2 separate regions of the Oryctolagus cuniculus genome follow, and region 1 is linked to region 2. Evidence: chromatin contacts called from public Micro-C data. All regions are on one chromosome and are shown on one strand. The core of a region is the stretch at or near the end of the contact, and the rest is flanking DNA. Distances in the headings are between cores, read along the strand shown.

The links. Hi-C and Micro-C count contacts between places; a contact is called where the count stands out from the background.
Region 1: a Micro-C map of ear pinna shows a contact between it and region 2, with 3 times the contacts expected there. The contact joins the enhancer-like site here to the promoter of HNRNPA3 in region 2. A contact is called at or near these places in 6 of 6 Hi-C or Micro-C datasets (ear pinna, embryonic fibroblasts, liver and 3 more).

The regions. Positions count from the first base shown.
Region 1 is chr3:63,962,303-63,965,584 of mOryCun1.1, reverse strand. No RefSeq gene overlaps it. Among named protein-coding and RNA genes, the nearest start is that of HNRNPA3, 43 kb to the right of the region's middle. Within about 2 kb of position 1,739, at least 8 of the 8 cell types and tissues checked have an H3K27ac peak or open chromatin away from gene starts, as enhancers often do. A contact at or near this core is called in ear pinna, where this site is marked.
Region 2 is chr3:63,919,191-63,922,447 of mOryCun1.1, reverse strand. HNRNPA3 (heterogeneous nuclear ribonucleoprotein A3) reads left to right here and starts at 1,828. Exons shown (of 11, transcript XM_070070646.1): 1 at 1,828-2,057. The coding sequence starts at 2,052. It overlaps LOC138848973 (a long non-coding RNA gene), which reads right to left and starts at 1,512. Exons shown (of 2, transcript XR_011387231.1): 1 at 1,376-1,512; 2 at 49-260.

The sequences.
Region 1 (3,282 bases), core at 490-2,989, 43 kb before region 2:
GGGAGATTTTCTGTTTTCCATGGTGTCAACGCTCCTGTCATGGCCATGGCCATCACTGGGTGCAGAGTGAGGAAGAAAAGCCCACAATCTGGTCTCACAAGCAGCATATCTCTGAAACTCGCTCCACCCAAAAGCCTCCAGGGGTGTTGCATCTCTACCTTAACACTCCAAGGGGGCACCGTTTGAAAACTCATAGTAAGGGGTAAGCATTTGGCACAGCAGTTAAAATGCCACCTGGGATGCTGGCATCCCATATCAGAGTGCCTGGGTTTGAATCCTGGCTCTGCTCCCCATTCCAGCTTCCTGGGAGGCAGCAATGACGACTCAAGTACTTGGGTCCCTGCCACCCATGTGGGAGATCCAGATTGAGTTCTTGGCTCCTGGATTTGGCCTGGCTTAGCCCCAGCTGTTGCAAAGCACACTCTCTCTTCCTCTGTGTGAGTGTGTGTGTGTGTGTGTGTGTGTCTATCAGTCTTTCAAATACAAAGCAAAAATAAGTAAATAAAATTTAATAATAATTTTTAAAATACACAGTGATGGGATTTTGGTACAGTGGTTAGCACACTGCTTGGGATGCCTGCATCCATATGGCTATATGGAGTGCCTGGTGTGAGGCCTTGCTCTACCACTTCCAATTCAGCTTCTGCTAATGCACACCCCGGGAGGCAGGAGATCATGGCTAAGTACTGGGTCCCTGCCACCCACACGGACACCTCCAATAAATTCTAAGCTCATGGCTTTGGCCAGGCCCAGTGGGGGCTGTTGCAGCCGTGTGGGGAGTGAATCTGGATGGAAGACCTCTCTCAGTCTGTCTCTCTTCTCTCTATCTCCCTCTGTCTTTCAAACAAAATGAAAATACATAAATAAAAATTTTTAAGAAAATAACCAAAATTATAAAAATTCAAAAAAACCAACTTTTTAACCCATTCAAACAACCTTTTGGCCTTCATCTTGTGACATGCCTAAAATAGCTTAAACACATTTCCCCTCAAATTCAGAATTATAAGTTAGTCTTAAGAATTAATTCTTTAGGGGCCAGCACTGTGTCCCACTAGGTTAATCCTCCACCTGCGGCGCCGGCATCCCATGTGGGTGCTGGGTTCTAGTCCTGGTTGCTCCTCTTCCAGTCCAGTTCTCTGCTGTGGCCCGGGAAGGCAATGGAGGGTGGCCCAGGTACTTGGGCCCTGCACCCCATGGGAGACCAGGAGAAGCACCTGGCTCCTGGCTTCAGATCGGCATAGCTCCAGCAGTTGCAGCCATTTGGGGGGTGAACCATTGGATGGAAGACCATTCTCTCTGACTCTCTCTCACTGTAACTCTACCTGTCAGATAAATAAATAAAAAATAAAAAAGAGGAAGATCTTGTGTTTTTTTTTAATAATTAACTCTTTAAAATTTACTCTCAACATTACCAAAAAGAACAGACCTTATCTTATTCACTCCACTCCTCTCCTCTCTCCTCTCAAATTCTCTCATCTCCCTCCCTTTCCTTCACTGATTCTGAGCAAAAGTTACACTCAATTTGATCCTCAGCCTGGCTGAATGAGGGATTTGTACCGAAGCACAGAGCCTTACAAGCCTTTACCTCCCCCAGACTTTGACACAAGGATGTGGGCCTTTTGCTTGGGAGGAGTCGGGAGAGAAAGCCAGAAGCTAGTCACCCCCCAGCTCGCGTTTCTGCCTGAGCAAGCCAGGAAGTCTGCACCGGCTGCCTCACCACGTGACGGGCCAAGCGCAGCGAGAGGACGCTGCCTGCTGGGACCATGACAATCACAGATGGCAATGATCCTCAGCGGGACCAAGGCAGGGCTGGACTGGGGAGCCCAGCTTTCCCACTTCTTGCTCCCTTTTAAAAATGGATTTCTTTTCTCATTAGCAAATCACCACCTCCGGGTTTTTCTCCCTTCTTTTCATAGCTCTCTGTAGCCCCTCCGGTTGCCTCGCTTTGTTTCCTGTTGTTTAGTATTGTACATTATGCTGGGAATCCACAGCTCACGCAGACGGAGTTAAGCAAACAAAAGAAGAAAAGGGAGGCAACCGGCCCACCGGATCTAGGACTGTGGCCTAGGTGGCGCTGTCCTCCTGAGATCGCGGCCGCGGAGCGCTGAGCCAGCCCACCCACGCCACACGCATTCGTGGCGCCCCTGCTGAGTGCCGGGCACCTTGCTCTGCCATCCCGGAGCCACGGACTGGCCTCGGTTGCTGGTTGTTTGTGTCTTGTGTTGTTTCTGTGAGGGCGGGAGGCTGCGTGCTCTATTCTCAGTCCGGGCGATATTTAAATACATCGCCCAAGCAGACTACTCTGATGGCGCCCTCTGCCTGGGCGGCTCCAGGAAGGGAAGCAGGGACATGAGGACTTGAGGGGAGGGGCTTGTGCAGGGATAGACTTGCTAGAGAAATTTGAGGCCCTGGGGAGAGGATGGAGAATGTGTTCATTTAGAGGAGAGAGGCTCCAGCTAGGAGCAAAGGCAGGAGCGGACAGAAAGGGCTTTCAGAAACCGGCGCCCAGGATATGCTGGTGACGTGCGCTCGGGTGGCTGGGGAAGCCAATCTGGCGAATGGAAAAATCCATCTTCTCCAGGAGCCAAAGAGCTGCAGGATTCGGTTCATAGGAAACCCAAGACTAGGATCGTGGGCTCCGTCAGAAGCTGGAAAAGCCCACGTGCACACCACCAGGCACTATTCTCAGTGCCACCAACATGCAGCCATCAACAGTAGCTCTGTGCAACTGGTGTTATTTTTCTTCTCGTTTTACAGATGAGAACTCTGAGAAACTGAGTAGTTAGGAGCCAGCGTTGAGGTGCAGTGGGTAAAGCTTTAGGTTCGTGTCCCAGCTGCTCCAATCCAGCTCCCTGCTAAGGGTCTGGGAAAAGCAGCAGAAGGTGGCCCAAATGTCTGGGCCCCTGCCGCCCACGTAGGAAACCCAGATGAAGCGCCTGGCTCCTGCCCTAGCCCTGGCGACTGCAGTCATGTGGGGAGTGAACCAGCAGGTCAACGATCTCTCTGTAATTCTGCCTTTCAAAATAAATAAATAAATCTTAAAGAAAAGAAAGAAACTGAATGGTGGTTAATGTATTTCTAGGCAGCTAAGAGGTAATGCTGAGTGAAACAGACATGTTGAGATTCGATGACTGTGTACAGCCCACGTCTCTGCTGTTGAGGAACAGTGGTTTTCTTCTTCAGACTGTTTGTTGAACTCTTTTACTTAGTGTTAACTAGATGATCATTAAATAAACTGAAAATAGGTGTTTGTAAAAATTAAGAGTGGGAGTGGGAGAGGGA
Region 2 (3,257 bases), core at 579-3,078:
CATTTCAGTGAGTCAATGGGGCAGATGTTGGGTATGCCCAGCAGTTAAGTTACCTGCATCCCATATCAGAGCTTCTAATTTGAGTATCAGCCCCTCAGCTTCTGATCCAGCTCCTTGCTAATGCACTCCCTGGGAGGAAGCAGGCTTAGGTCCTTGCATACCACTTGGGAGACCTGGATGGAGTTCAGGGATCCTGGGTTCAGGCTGGCCCAACCCTGGCTGCTGTGGGCATTTGGGGAGATCTCCCTTTGTCTCTCTGCCTAGAAAATGAAAATAAATAAATAAATACAAATTTAGAGAGGGTGAGCATGCGGAAGAGAGGGCTCTACACGCTGACAACATCCGAAGTTCAAGCCTTTGCTCTACCAGGCAACATCAAAGCTGTTGAGGGTAAACTTAGACAAGAACATACACAACAGCTAATGTCTAAAAGTCATGTATATTCAGAATAAATAACAAATCTGAATTAATCTTGGTGTTTTTTTTTTTACATACTCAGAATTGAAGGTATCAGGACTATCTCATGGTAATCCGACTAAAAAATTCTGGGTATACACAAATTCTTGGTATGCACTAAGGCTATAAATTTTTCTGGCTATCAAGAGCAGTTCATAAATAGACTAAGCAAGTTTGCTTGTGATAATGGCATCACAGCAACGGAGTGGCTAGTCTGGAAGGTTATTTCATCCAAGTTACATTATGGTCTAGGGACCGGTGTTTGTCCCCTGGGTGCACGTTTTCCAAATATGCCAGTCCTCTTTGTGCAATACTAGGTAATTATCATCGACAAATTGTTACTCTTTTGCATTCTCCTTTTGTAAATGCCAAGCGTCATCACTTCCCACCTGTTTAATCAGCTTTTCTTCAATTTAGGATATAAATTATTAGATTTCTAAGTTCCCAAGTGAGAGCCAGAGCGATTCTAAACAAGCTGGTCACAAAGGCTACTAAGTTAAAATACAAGGAATCCCCTACCTGGGAAAAAAGCCTTGTTAATTGTAGTCATCTTTGTATCAGCTAACTTTGCCTCAATATGGATTCTCATAGCATTAATTTATAGCTGCTACAGGGGTTGGAAAATCATCTAACCCCATGCCCACGTTCATCTGAAAAAGTAAGACTAAAGCTCAGTAAACCATTTAAAAATACTTGGCTAGGTCATCCTGCTCATTATACTTTACCATTAGAAACAGGTGATCATGTTAAAGTAAAAATTCCTCAGGAATATGCGGCCTACGTGGCGACTGTGCTTTTTTGGAAGTCTCAGCTCCTTAAATTCTGTTCCCTAGAGCAAGGCTTCAGCTCTGTCTACACCAGCTGGGAGAGCACTAGAAAACAACCCCGACATGTTTCTTGAGACCACTGAAGAGCTGACCTCACCAGTCCTGCCTGAGGGCGTTAAGGGCGCACGTTCAGTATTTCAGCTGCGTCTTGAGGCCTGTCCAGAGTGCCTACGATTCATACATGTCTGTGTCGCAGGGCTGTTCAGTACAGCTCTAGGAAATGGCTGTCGCAGGCACAAACATTGCTCCCTGGCATTCGGAAACCGGAGACCCGACAGGCCTTTCCTGCAACTGTAAATTACGATAGAAAGTGTGCTTTTATTTCACGCTGGGCAATGGAATGAATTCGGAAATGGAGACCGAGACCGAGAGGCATGCGTGGGGGAGGGGGAGAGAGGCCCGAGAAGAAAGGGAAAGGCCTTTCTCTTCAGCGAGCGCGGTCACGAGGCGTTCTCCCGTCGTGGGCGCTTGCCATTGGCCTAGCCCGCGCTGACGTCACGACAGCCGCTTGGGCGCGAACGGCGGCAAGGGCGGTGCTGCATTGGAGGTTGGCAAAGCGCGCGCGCTCCCGCGCCTCCGTTCTCCGGCGGCCAATCCGCTTGCTGGGTCCCTCTTCGCGCCCGCTTGGCCACGCCCCTCTTTTTCAGCTCGCCCCGCCTCCCGCCAAACCGGCGGCGCGCGGATAGCGCATCACGTGACGGCTGGCCCCGCCTCTTCCTCTCGGTCCCATATTGAACTCGAGTTGGAAGAGGCGAGTCCGGTCTCAAAATGGAGGTAAAACCGCCGCCCGGTCGCCCCCAGCCCGACTCCGGCCGTCGCCGCCGCCGCCGGGGGGAGGAGGTATTAGGGGGAGAGTGGGGGGTTGACGGGTAGTGGCCGGCGTGGGGGACCTGGCTCGGTGGGAGCGGGGAGGCCGGGTAGACCAGGGCGGCCGTCCCGCGCTCTGCGTTGAGACGAGCGGTGGGGGGGGGAGGGGAAGGCAGCGGGCGCCAGAGGCCGTTTCAGGGCCCTTCGCCCTCTTCGCTTTCGGCCGCACAGGGAGACCCCTTAGGAGTGGCGGCGGGGCTGGGGGAGGCTTTTGGGAAGGGAACCGGCCCGCTGGATGCGCGGCCTCCGGAGCGAGGCCGAGGGCGGCATGGCGGGCTTCGGCGGGAGCGGTTGGGAGGAGGCGGTGGGGGGAGGGGTGGGGACGAGCAGGCACATCCGGGCAAGTGAGCAGGCGGGCGTCGGCCACATTGACATTGATCCGCTGCCGCGTTACGAAATGGCGCATTGGCCCGCAATGGCCGCCGCCTCGCTGGGCCGCCGCGGAAGAGAGCGCGGGATTGGAGGGAAGCGGGAGGCGGCGGCCGGGCCGAAAATGGCGCAAACCGCCTCGCCGCTCGGGGCGTCGTGCTGCTTTTGAGGCCGGGCCGTGTGGTTCCTGCGCCAGCACCGAGCTGCTCGCTGAACAGTCGGCCCTTCTCCGGCCCGTTCTTCCTAACACCCATTTGAAATAACGAGATTTTTTTCAAAAGTTTGCCGATTAAAAACCTAGCCTAGCCCATTTTTGTTGTAGTACTCTGAGTTAACAATTATCGGGTCGTCGAGTGGGCGAAATACTTTGTTTTAAGGATTTCGGTGTAAATGCTAAGTAGGAACTTAAATCTCGATCTCTGTGTTTTCCCATTTTTGGAGTTGGCTTTCCTGGCGTTTTGTTTGAGCACTACAACCATTTTGAGATTTTTGTGTGTTTATGATAATTTTATGTGGAGTCTAATTTTTCTTCGATTTGGCGCACAATTAATCAGCCTTGAAGATGAATTAATGCTTTAGGCTGTTAATATTTTTCCTAGTCTATCGTACGTTACTGTTAACATTTCTCTTTAGCGGGCGCAGGAAGTCATTAGAAATTAAAGTACGCCTTTTTTGAGATGAATGGAATGTTAATGCATTAATTGGCAGTTGATACAATTTATTAAAGATACCTATGAA